Linked DNA regions of Mus musculus: all the other regions are linked to region 3. Evidence: chromatin contacts called from public HiChIP or PLAC-seq and promoter capture Hi-C data. All regions are on one chromosome and are shown on one strand. Each heading gives the region's core, a stretch centred on a gene start, on an enhancer-like site or on the middle of the called end of the contact. The rest is flanking DNA. Distances are from core to core; before and after follow the strand shown. Region 1 holds the start of Kcnh5 (potassium voltage-gated channel, subfamily H (eag-related), member 5). Region 2 overlaps Rhoj (ras homolog family member J). Region 3 holds the start of Prkch (protein kinase C, eta).

What was found. Promoter capture Hi-C pulls out the DNA fragments that hold promoters and counts their contacts. HiChIP or PLAC-seq counts read pairs in DNA pulled down with a chosen protein or histone mark.
Region 1: a contact with region 3 is called in a promoter capture Hi-C map of hippocampal neurons, with 6 times the contacts expected there. The contact joins the promoter of Kcnh5 here to the promoter of Prkch in region 3. A contact is called at or near these places in 3 of 39 promoter capture datasets (the 3T3-L1 cell line, hippocampal neurons and liver) and 2 of 115 datasets of contacts at active chromatin or transcription factors (astrocytes and stem cell-derived neural progenitor cells).
Region 2: an H3K4me3 HiChIP or PLAC-seq map of embryonic limb bud shows a contact between it and region 3, with 9 times the contacts expected there. The contact joins the enhancer-like site here to the promoter of Prkch in region 3. A contact is called at or near these places in 4 of 39 promoter capture datasets (the 3T3-L1 cell line, hippocampal neurons and liver) and 3 of 115 datasets of contacts at active chromatin or transcription factors (embryonic forebrain, embryonic limb bud and stem cell-derived neural progenitor cells).

What each region holds. Positions count from the first base shown.
Region 1 is chr12:75,176,011-75,179,285 of GRCm38.p6, forward strand. It overlaps Kcnh5 (potassium voltage-gated channel, subfamily H (eag-related), member 5), which reads right to left and starts at 1,322. Exons shown (of 11, transcript NM_172805.3): 1 at 446-1,322. The coding sequence starts at 518.
Region 2 is chr12:75,395,353-75,398,570 of GRCm38.p6, forward strand. All of the region lies in intron 4 of Rhoj (ras homolog family member J), which reads left to right. Among named protein-coding and RNA genes, the nearest start is that of Gm34613, 19 kb to the right of the region's middle. Within about 2 kb of position 1,524, at least 30 of the 459 cell types and tissues checked have an H3K27ac peak or open chromatin away from gene starts, as enhancers often do. A contact at or near this core is called in embryonic limb bud and stem cell-derived neural progenitor cells, where this site is marked.
Region 3 is chr12:73,583,434-73,586,424 of GRCm38.p6, forward strand. It overlaps Prkch (protein kinase C, eta), which reads left to right and starts at 1,363. Exons shown (of 14, transcript NM_008856.4): 1 at 1,363-2,092. The coding sequence starts at 1,730. LOC115488016 (collagen alpha-1(I) chain-like) reads left to right here and starts at 245. Exons shown (of 3, transcript XM_030247047.1): 1 at 245-334; 2 at 778-876; 3 at 997-1,702. The coding sequence starts at 245. The coding sequence ends at 1,662.

The DNA.
Region 1 (3,275 bases), core at 72-2,571, 1.6 Mb after region 3:
GTGGGTCCAAAAGCCATCCTAGTGACTTAAATTTGATGAAGTGGCCACTTTCCCAGTCATTCCCAACTTAAAAGGAAAGCTTCCTCCAAAAACTGGCTCTAAGAATTTGGTCAGCGCTTGCAGCTTGTTTGGGGAGCGATGGGACAAGGAGCGATTCATCATCAAAGTGAAATTCAAAGCTATTTTGATGGACCTCCGCTCTACCCACCCCCTTTCCTAGCTCCTACTCTAAGGTCTGGACAGGTGGGAGGGGGTACATCTCTCTTAGGAAACAGATGCAACTTAAGTCCCTCCACCACCTCCTTCCCGGCCCCCACCCACCCTAAGCCACCAGGTACCACTGCCTACACCCCCTCCCCCCTTAGAAGAGGGATGGGATGGGCAGGACGGGGGCGCCGTGGGCGGGATGAAGGTAGGGAATGTTCTGAACTGCAACTCTCCTTACCACTGGAGCGCCTGACGATGTTCTCCAAAAATGTGTTCTGCGGAGCCACCAGCCCTCTCTTGCCCCCCGGCATCCTGGGTCTGGAAAGCAGCGGCCAGGATCCGCGGCGGGGGAGGGGGGGAAGCAGGAAGAAAAGGTGGAAGAAGAGGAGGAAAAGGTAGTGGAGATGGTGCTGAAAGAAAAGGGGGCGCGGCGGCGGCGGCGGGGTCCCCTGAGTGTGTCTCCAGCCCGACCCGGATGAGCAGCTCTGGGAAGGAGGACCAAGCAGTTCATGGTAGTAGCGCTCCCCCGGCCGCCGCTGCCCAGACTGTGGCGGTGCCGCACACGGGGCTGGGGAACTGCAGGCTCCGCCGGGCACAGTGCGCCTGCGCCGCCCCCGCTGTCGCTGTCCCGCCGGTGCTGATGCTGAGGCTGCTGCTGAAGATGCTGCCGGGGAGGCAGGAGCCCGGACGCGGGCTCAGCATTTCTCCCTCTGCCCCGCGCCCGGGCTCTGGGAGAGAGCGAGGAGCAACTCGACTTCCCTCTCCCCACCCCTAGCCCAGGCTAAGACCCCATTCCTTAGCTCTCTGCTCCCTTGGTCTCCTAGCCCACCCTTCTCACTCAGCTGTTTCACAGCTACCCAGGGCAGCCAAAGTTCTGTCCAGGCTTTGCGAGCGCCTAGTGGCTGCTCCTTTCTCCAGGAAGATCCAGACAAGTGCTCGCTGGCTGGTGCGGGCTGTTGTTCGCGAGGCAGGCACCAGAGAGGGAAATGGCAATCTCTGGGGAGAGCAGGTCACATCTCAGCTTCTCCTGCTGCCGCTGTCCGAAACCCCAGCAGCTCCGGAGGACTCGGGTCCTGGGGCTGAGATGCAAGAGGGCTCCTGCTCTAGCCCAGACTGTGCGCCGAGTAGGAAGTGACTGGGTGGCGCTCGGGGACGCGGAGCAGCCACCTGACGCTGCTACCGCCCCCCTCCGGGCTCTGGCGCCTGAAGCCTCCACACGGGAGCTTTCTACACCCTGAGAAACCCCACTATTTGGAGCAGAAGCCAGATGGAATATGAGAGCAGAGCTGGCACCCGGAATGGCCCTGCGCCCCAGGCTGGATTTGGCGCGCGAGGGGTGGGGAGGGAGGTTGGCTCTGACACAGCCTCTGGAGAGCTACCCCAGGGCTGCTAAGTACAGGAGAACAGGAAACCGGATCCCCCTACCCAAACTTGGAAAAAAGAAAAAAGAAAAATAAGAGTTCACTTAATGCTCGATGCTAGCAGTCCAAAGAGAGAGTCAACAATTCAGACAAGAGCGCGAGCAACCGGCAGCGCTTGCGTGGAAAAGTGGTACAAGCTGAGAGAATAAAGCTGCGCAAGGCTGGGGAGAGGCCGCCCTCCTCTACATTCAGGACCTGGACCGGAGTGGGACTGTTAAAAAGCGGTCTAAAAGCAGGGGGCAGCCACACGAAAGGGAAATTTCCACAAGTGAGAAAGGGACCGGAAGACATGAAAAGAAAGGGGGAGCCCAAAGAGCTTGGCAGCCCCTTCTTTTGTGAAAGGCGCTGTTTTTGCTCCAGGCTACAGCATTAGCATCCCCTAAGAAGTCTTGACATGCAAATTTGGGGGCCTTATCCCTAAGTAGGGGCGCTAAGAACTCTGAGGATGGAGTTTATCAATCTGTTGGTAATAAACCCTCTGCCTAAATATGATACCCAAGCCACAAGCGTAGGGCAACCCTAAACTTCCCTTTAGGAGACTCCACCTGGGCCTGTGGAGTCAAGAACCCTCTGGGAACAGAAAAGGCTCTGAGTTGGGGGAGAGGCAGGGGGCAAAGGGTAAAGGTTAGTTGAATGATACATCTTGGTTGCTGGGGTCAAGCTACCCAGGGCGAGGTAATCTTTGTGGAAATGATTGCCTGTCAAACAGAGGGCATCCTGAGAGTAAGAGCAGCAGCATCTACTTGCTACCTACGGGCCTGTGACAGTGAAATACTCCTCCATTCACTGGCCTTTAAAGTGCTCTCCCTAGCTCTCTGTCTCTCTGTCTGTCTCTGTCTCTGTCTGTCTCTTGCTCGCTCTATCTATCTATCTACCTACCTACCTACCTACCTACCTACCTACCTACCTACCTATCTATGTATCTATCTCTGGCAGAGAGTTAAATGTAAAGCCAGGATCCAGGTTTTACCCTACGGTAATTTTTCTTTCCTCCAAAATTTCCGCTCCCCACCCAGAGCCAGGGCAGCTGCACAAATTTGAAAGGTGGCCATGCCAAAAGTTAGCTCCATGGAGATTCCTTCTGAGGGAAAATGAAAACGGGTTGGGCCACAGGAATAACAAGGACTTCACAACCAGACCCATCACTACAACCCCAATTTTAAACACATACTTCATTTCCCCTTCTGCTGTGTCTTACATGACCTGTTCTAAAAGATCCCAGATTACTCAGCTGTTGGTGGAGTGCTGAATATACAGACATAATACTTGAAAATACAAGCATCTCTATGCAAGGTTTCTATCCTTGACTTGTAGCATGATAGGGCAATTCTACCATCAACGTTGACGGGGAATATTTTCAGCCTATATGTTCTTTTGCACATCCTCAGCTGCCCACATCTCGCCTCTGGGTATTGATTTGAAGTCTCAGCTTCCCAGCGTTTCCTATCTAATATAAATATCCCCGTCCTAATCAGTTCTCTGTGGGTGTATTAGCTCACACTTCCCAAAGAGGAAACTCTTCGGACTCCATTAAGACGCAGTCACACAATCACTGTAGAATGTCCCCATTATTCCCATCCACAGCTTTAATTAAAATGGCATGCTTCCTTTCTTCTTTATCCTTAATTTCTGGATGGCATTACACTG
Region 2 (3,218 bases), core at 274-2,773, 1.8 Mb after region 3:
CTCAGATGCTCTCACTAACGTACATGTTAGTGTGTGTAACTGTATGTGGCTCCTGGCAGAAGAGCCCACTGTTTCTGGAGTAGCCTGCTCTCTGTGTTCCTTCCTTGCCTCTGGGACTGCCCCTGCCTTCATCTGATGACTTCCTAGCCTCGCTCCGAGCTTGGAAAGCTGCTTTTCGGTTGTTTGTTTGCTTGTTTGTTTGTTTCTGTTTTGTTTTGTTTCCCCTGTGATAATGAGTCACCCCAAAAGCCTCCGGTTTCATTTCAGCTTTATTTTAAGAACAGTGGCAGGGCTCATCGCTTGATTACCTTTTGACAGCCTCTCCTAGCAACTGCTCTCTGGTTTACAATCATGTTGAGCATATGAAAGCCAATTGAGAAGACCAAGTGAGATTGTTTTGTTTTGTTTTTTTAACTGGTTTTGTGACGACTCACGTAATTACAGAGACGTTTTTAGGTTCTCAGTCTTTGGCTCCTCTGTCAGATACTTCATTATAATAGCTAGCATCTATGTAGTGATGCTCTGGTCCTGGGCGTGGCACAGGCTTCCCCATAGTTAATCCTTGAAGCACCTTCTGCAGTGTGTGCATAATTGTTCAAACTCTCCTAGACAGAAATGAGGTTTAGAGAGGTGAGTGGCAGAGAGAGGGTCTGAGTTGATGCTCTGGCCACAGTGTTCTCTGCCTCCTTCCTAGAGTCTGCAAACAAATTCTTCAGTCTGGGACTCCTTTTGCAAAGACTTCTAGGAACAGTAGAGCAGAGTGGTTCCCTCCCCTGGTTTGAGAGATGGATGCACCTTGTCTCCCCAAGTTCTTTGGGCCTGTTGGCACAAGTCTTACTTCCTTGGATTCCTGTGGCACCACCATGAACTAACATACCAAAAGTTCCGGCTCTGCAGGCTATCCCTGTTGGCCTGTTTGCCCTCAGGCTTGCCTGCAGCTGGGAAGACATTTGCCTCTGTTCCTTCTAGCCACTGTTTTGTTTTTTTGTTTGTTTGTTTGTTTGGGTTTTCAGAACATTCTCATGTAGCCCAAGCTGGCCTTGAACTCTACATATGTCTAAGGATAACCTTGATCCTTTTGCCTCTACCTCTTGCTGGTATCAGCACATCTGATTTTATACAGAGCTGAGACTCAAAGTCTAGGCTTTGTCCGTTGCAGGCAAGAGTGCGGCCAGCCTGGCTCCAGTCCCCAACCCTTCTAGATACTACTGTGCTTCTTCAGTGCACCCCACCCCAGTCAAAGGAAGAGGAAAGTATTAGCTTGCTGTTTCTCTTGATTTGGCCTGTTACAAGTTGGCTTGTTTTCATTTCTTCCCATCAGATTTTGTATGCTGTGTACCGCTGTGGCATATCTCCCAGTCCTGGGAACAATGCACCCTAAGTGTTGTAAGAAACTAACAGAAAGGTGTTCTGTCTGCAGCCTCAATCTCTCCTTTGTTTTGTCTTACTTCCTTGAAAGGTGTCAGTTTGGTCAAGCCTGCTGCAGATTGCACACATGTGTGCCTAACTGAGGAGTCTCTGAGCTTTTGCAGATGGGTCCTAAATACTTAGCTGAGTAAGTCATTTGACTCCGAGGACCCGGGAAGGGCACCACTGTAAACAATAAAGGCTGTGTTTCCTTGACATAATTTTCCTTTTCAATCTTTGGTGACCCTAATGAATTTTTTTTGAGCATTCTTTTTAACATGACTGTGCCCTTTCCCTGAACCAGGACAAACTCTCCTCTCTGACCCCCTGAGCACGTAGAGCTTGACAAAACAATCGCCTCAGAACTGGGCTCTGTGTGTCTCTCACACGGAACATCCCAAATCACACCCAAGATCCGTTGGCTACTTTTCCTGGAACGATCAGCACACCCAAATGTTATGTTAACCTCCTCACACAACAATGCCTTTATGGACTGTCTCGTTATCTTTCCCCTTGTCAGAATTGGAAGAGACAAGTTTGGGCTCCTCCTGCCTCATTCAGAGGCCCGGGCTGGCAGGCTGACAGGCTAATATGCTAAAGCACTGTGGGTTGGCAGCACTGTGGGGAGGGAGGCAGCAAGTCCCCACTCATCTCTCAGGGTCCCAGAGTGAATGAACAGGAGTCAGCCAAACTCCTGGAATTTTCAGAATCCATCTGGAGCTTTGGAATTATTCGTGAGAAGTTTGTCCAAAGGCAATAGCCTACCGCACTTTCTAAGGCTTTCTCCCCCACTCTGCATAACGGACAGAGCCATCACACTACAAGCAAGCATTACAAGCAAGCACATTCATTTACTTGCTGTGCTTTTTATATGTGTGCGTGTCAACTTCCAAAGGCAGCAGGTGACATCTCATGTCATTGTTAGGGAAAAAAAATTCCCCACCCCCCTTTTCTTCTCTCTCATATCCTGTTTTTAATAAGTTTTTGACGTTTTCTCCAAATCTAAAGGCCAAACCATTGTCAAAACAAAGTCCATAAAGTAGATTTTCATCATGCACGGATGGCTTCAATTCCTGGCCTTTGATATTTCCCATTGACTTATAAAATAGCCATTCTTGTCAGAAAAGAACACTTACCAAAAAAGGACTTGCTGTCTGTAGGAAGAATTTTGAAATAAATTTCAGGATGTGATCAAAACAATTTCATTCGATACTGAGTCTTTATATATGTGGCCTTTCAACAATCCCATTTCGGGGACTGTTAGCTCAGCCAACTTGTTGCTGGGCTGGGTATAAAGGTCATAGAATAAGAAAAACAATGCACCTCAAGGGATGGGAAGAGGGCTTGTCATGTAAGAGTACCTGTTCTACAAACATAAGGTCCTGGGTTCAAATCCTCAGCACCCACAAAGAAGCCAGTAACCCTAGCATCAGAGTCGAGACAGGCAGATCCCAAGAGCTCACTAGCCAACCAGTGCAATCAAAGCTGCATGCTCCAGGTTTAGTGAGACCTTGCCTCAAGGGAACAGGACAGAGAGTGACGGAGCAGGATACTTGATATCCTCCTCTGATACACACACACACACACACAAAACACACACACAAAACACTCACTTGCACACACGCATACACACACTCTCATACATGCACACACAAATACATTCTGACATACATATACACTCACACTCTCACACAGGTATATACACATTCACATACACACATTCTCACACACACATACACATGTTCATATACATATACTCACACATACATTCACATACTTTCTCTCACACACTAACACACACATTCACACAC
Region 3 (2,991 bases), core at 113-2,612:
GAGAGCTCTGCCTGAACTGAAGTGACCCTCTACTTCCTTGCCCCACTCTTTCAGGAAGCCTTGGTATTTCCAAGAGAGGCCCATCCGGCCAGCCCATTGTTCTCCATCTCATCCTATAGTGTGAAGCTGTTACTGGTGAGGTCTCAACTCCCTAATGAGAAACTGCCCAGAACCTTCTCAGCAAGCCAAACCATGTGCTAGAAAGGGGACAGACGACCAACCAGCCTGTTCAGTAAGAACGAGTATGGTGAGCGTCCTTAAGCGTCTTAAGAATGGCCTGGACTTTATAGGAGACATATTGGTTGCGGCTGGCCCTCAGGGAGCAAGCTTTATGGTAGAATGGATTAGACCAAAAGGTGTTCCTAGGAGACAAAACCTGTAGAAGTCACGAGATGGGTAAACTTAGGGTCTGCCCACTCTGACAATAACAACCTAGAGTGTTTGTTCCTAGAAGAGGCAGCTGAAAGCCACTGTGTGTCAGGGTGGCGCATGTGAACACTTTGCTGCCCTTATAATGCAGGACTAGGTGGACCAGCAAACCGCCTCTTGCGGAGGAAGGGACTTATTACATCTTGGCCTTGTCAGTCTCCAGCAGAACCAATCTTTCCTGCTCTTTGTGCAGTGACACACCTCTCCCAGGAAGGAGTACAGGATTTCCATCATTACCATTGCCCTATTAAAAAAATACGCAAACAAAACAACTAATTACTCTCTGCCGAAAAGGCACATAAACAGGATGAGTCTAAGCTGAACCTGGGATGACCCATTCCGGTAAAGATTAGGAAAGGGACCTCCCCTTCCCCACAGAACACCCGCCTCTGGCTAGGGCTCTGTCACCCTCCGGCAGGGTCTCCAGGCCACTACTTAGGGTGGGAGGTAGGAACTCCCTGCTGCTGATTTTCCGCATCCACCCGTCCTGCCAATTCTCTCCCCGGCTGTCTCCCACGCCTCAGGTGTTTGCTGGCGGTGGGCCTGGAATCCTTTCTTTTTGTCCAGCCCCTTAGGGCAGCCTCCAGCCCGAAACGCACCGCCAACCCGGCCACCGGGAGCAGGGATCCGCGAGCACTCAGGGCGGGAACCGCCCCTGGGGTGAGTGGGGAGTGCGGGCCCCCTTCACCGCGTAACCCCGGCACCCACCCCTCAAGGCGGTGCTGCCCGCGGTGCGCCACGCCCCCGGGGTCCGGAAGGCGTGGCAGCCCGCACCGGGCTTCTGAGAACTTGGAGCCCGGCGGCGCGCGGCTCTGGCCGGGATGCGGCTGCGGTTGCTGCTGCTGCTGCTGCTTCCTGGTTCTCAGCTCACCGAGTGGGGGAGAGCGTGAGCCCGCGGAGGCGGGGGCAGGAGGAACGGGCGGAGGCGGGGGCAGAGACGCCAAAGCTGGAGCTAGCCGGACGGGTCGCTCCTGCTCTCCGGGGAGACTATCTGGCCGGCCCCGGAGAAGGGGCGAGCCCCGCGCGCTCCAGAAGGACGATCGGGAGCCCAGCAGCCCGCCGAGGGCTCGGAGCCCGGCTCCCCTCCTTTCCACCTCAGGAGAAAGGGCGGGAGGGAAGGAGGGGAGGGGAAGATCCCTCCGAGGAGGCGGAATGGCCGGTCGCAGGGGGCTCGGGCGCTGCTTCTTCCCAGAGCTGCCTCCACGCCCGTGGCAGCGGAGAGGACTGCCCTGAGCCCGGGCTCCGGGTTCCCCAGTGCCAGCCAGCGCGGCCCCCTCGGGGCTCCGGCAGCAGCGCCGGCATGTCGTCCGGCACGATGAAGTTCAATGGCTATCTGAGGGTCCGCATCGGAGAGGCTGTAGGGCTGCAGCCCACCCGCTGGTCCCTGCGGCACTCGCTCTTCAAAAAGGGCCACCAGCTGCTGGACCCCTACCTGACGGTGAGCGTAGACCAGGTACGCGTGGGCCAGACCAGCACAAAGCAGAAGACCAACAAACCCACCTACAACGAGGAGTTCTGCGCCAATGTCACCGACGGCGGCCACCTGGAGCTAGCCGTCTTCCACGAGACGCCCCTGGGTTATGACCACTTTGTGGCCAACTGCACGCTGCAGTTCCAGGAGCTGTTGCGCACGGCTGGTACCTCGGACACCTTCGAGGGCTGGGTAAGTAGCGATCGCCTCACTCCTCCATGTCTGCTGGACCTTCCCTCCTTTTAATTTTCGAAACTCGTCAGAGTCCCGCTCCCTCATCGCCCTGCAGGGGAAGGAATTCCCTCTAGACTTCGGTCCTTTCCCAGGTGGCCTGCACTGTTGACGCGACAGCCGTGGGTGTATGCGGGCGCAGGTGGGACTCTGGGAATCCGTCCTCTTTGTGGACCTGGACTTTGCACTTAGGGGAAGCCCAATAGTGATACAGAGTTCCATCCCCCTCCTCCCGGGGTAGGGGGTTTGGGAATCACAACTCTCATATAAAGAAAAGCAGAGAAAGGGCGATATGAAAGGGATATGGTTTGAATCAAGTGCTTCAAACACTTCTTAGGAGAAAGCCATACATTCTCGCGAGTATTATTCATAGTGTTTATGGATGCATGTTGGTTCAGCCACACAGACGTGCACACGTGTTTCAGCATGCACATCCATTACATCCCAGAGGTACAAAAGCTACACTGGCAGGGATCAGAGTGAGTGCATGGCTTTGCACCCTGGCAGAGTTTTGTTTAGCTTTTCCCTTGGGGATTGGGGGCGAGGGTGGAGGCGGGAGTGGTGGGGTGAGAGGTTTAAAACTTCTCTGTTTGCTCTTAAGTTCAGTCAGCCTGGGTGTATGGGTGCTTCCAAACTATTCCTCTGAGAAGAGGTGGCCAAGACACCTTAGGTTTGGGTCTCCTCCCTCTGCGTTGACCTTTAGCTGCCCGCAACTTCTTATATGCTGCTGCCATTCCCATAGTTCCCTGGAGATAGAATTTTTACTGTAAATTTCTCGAGTGCCTCACACAGCGCCAGAACGCCCATATGTCTTAATCCTCACGCTGTCTTTGTGATGCCGGGGTTATTGTGCTCACTCT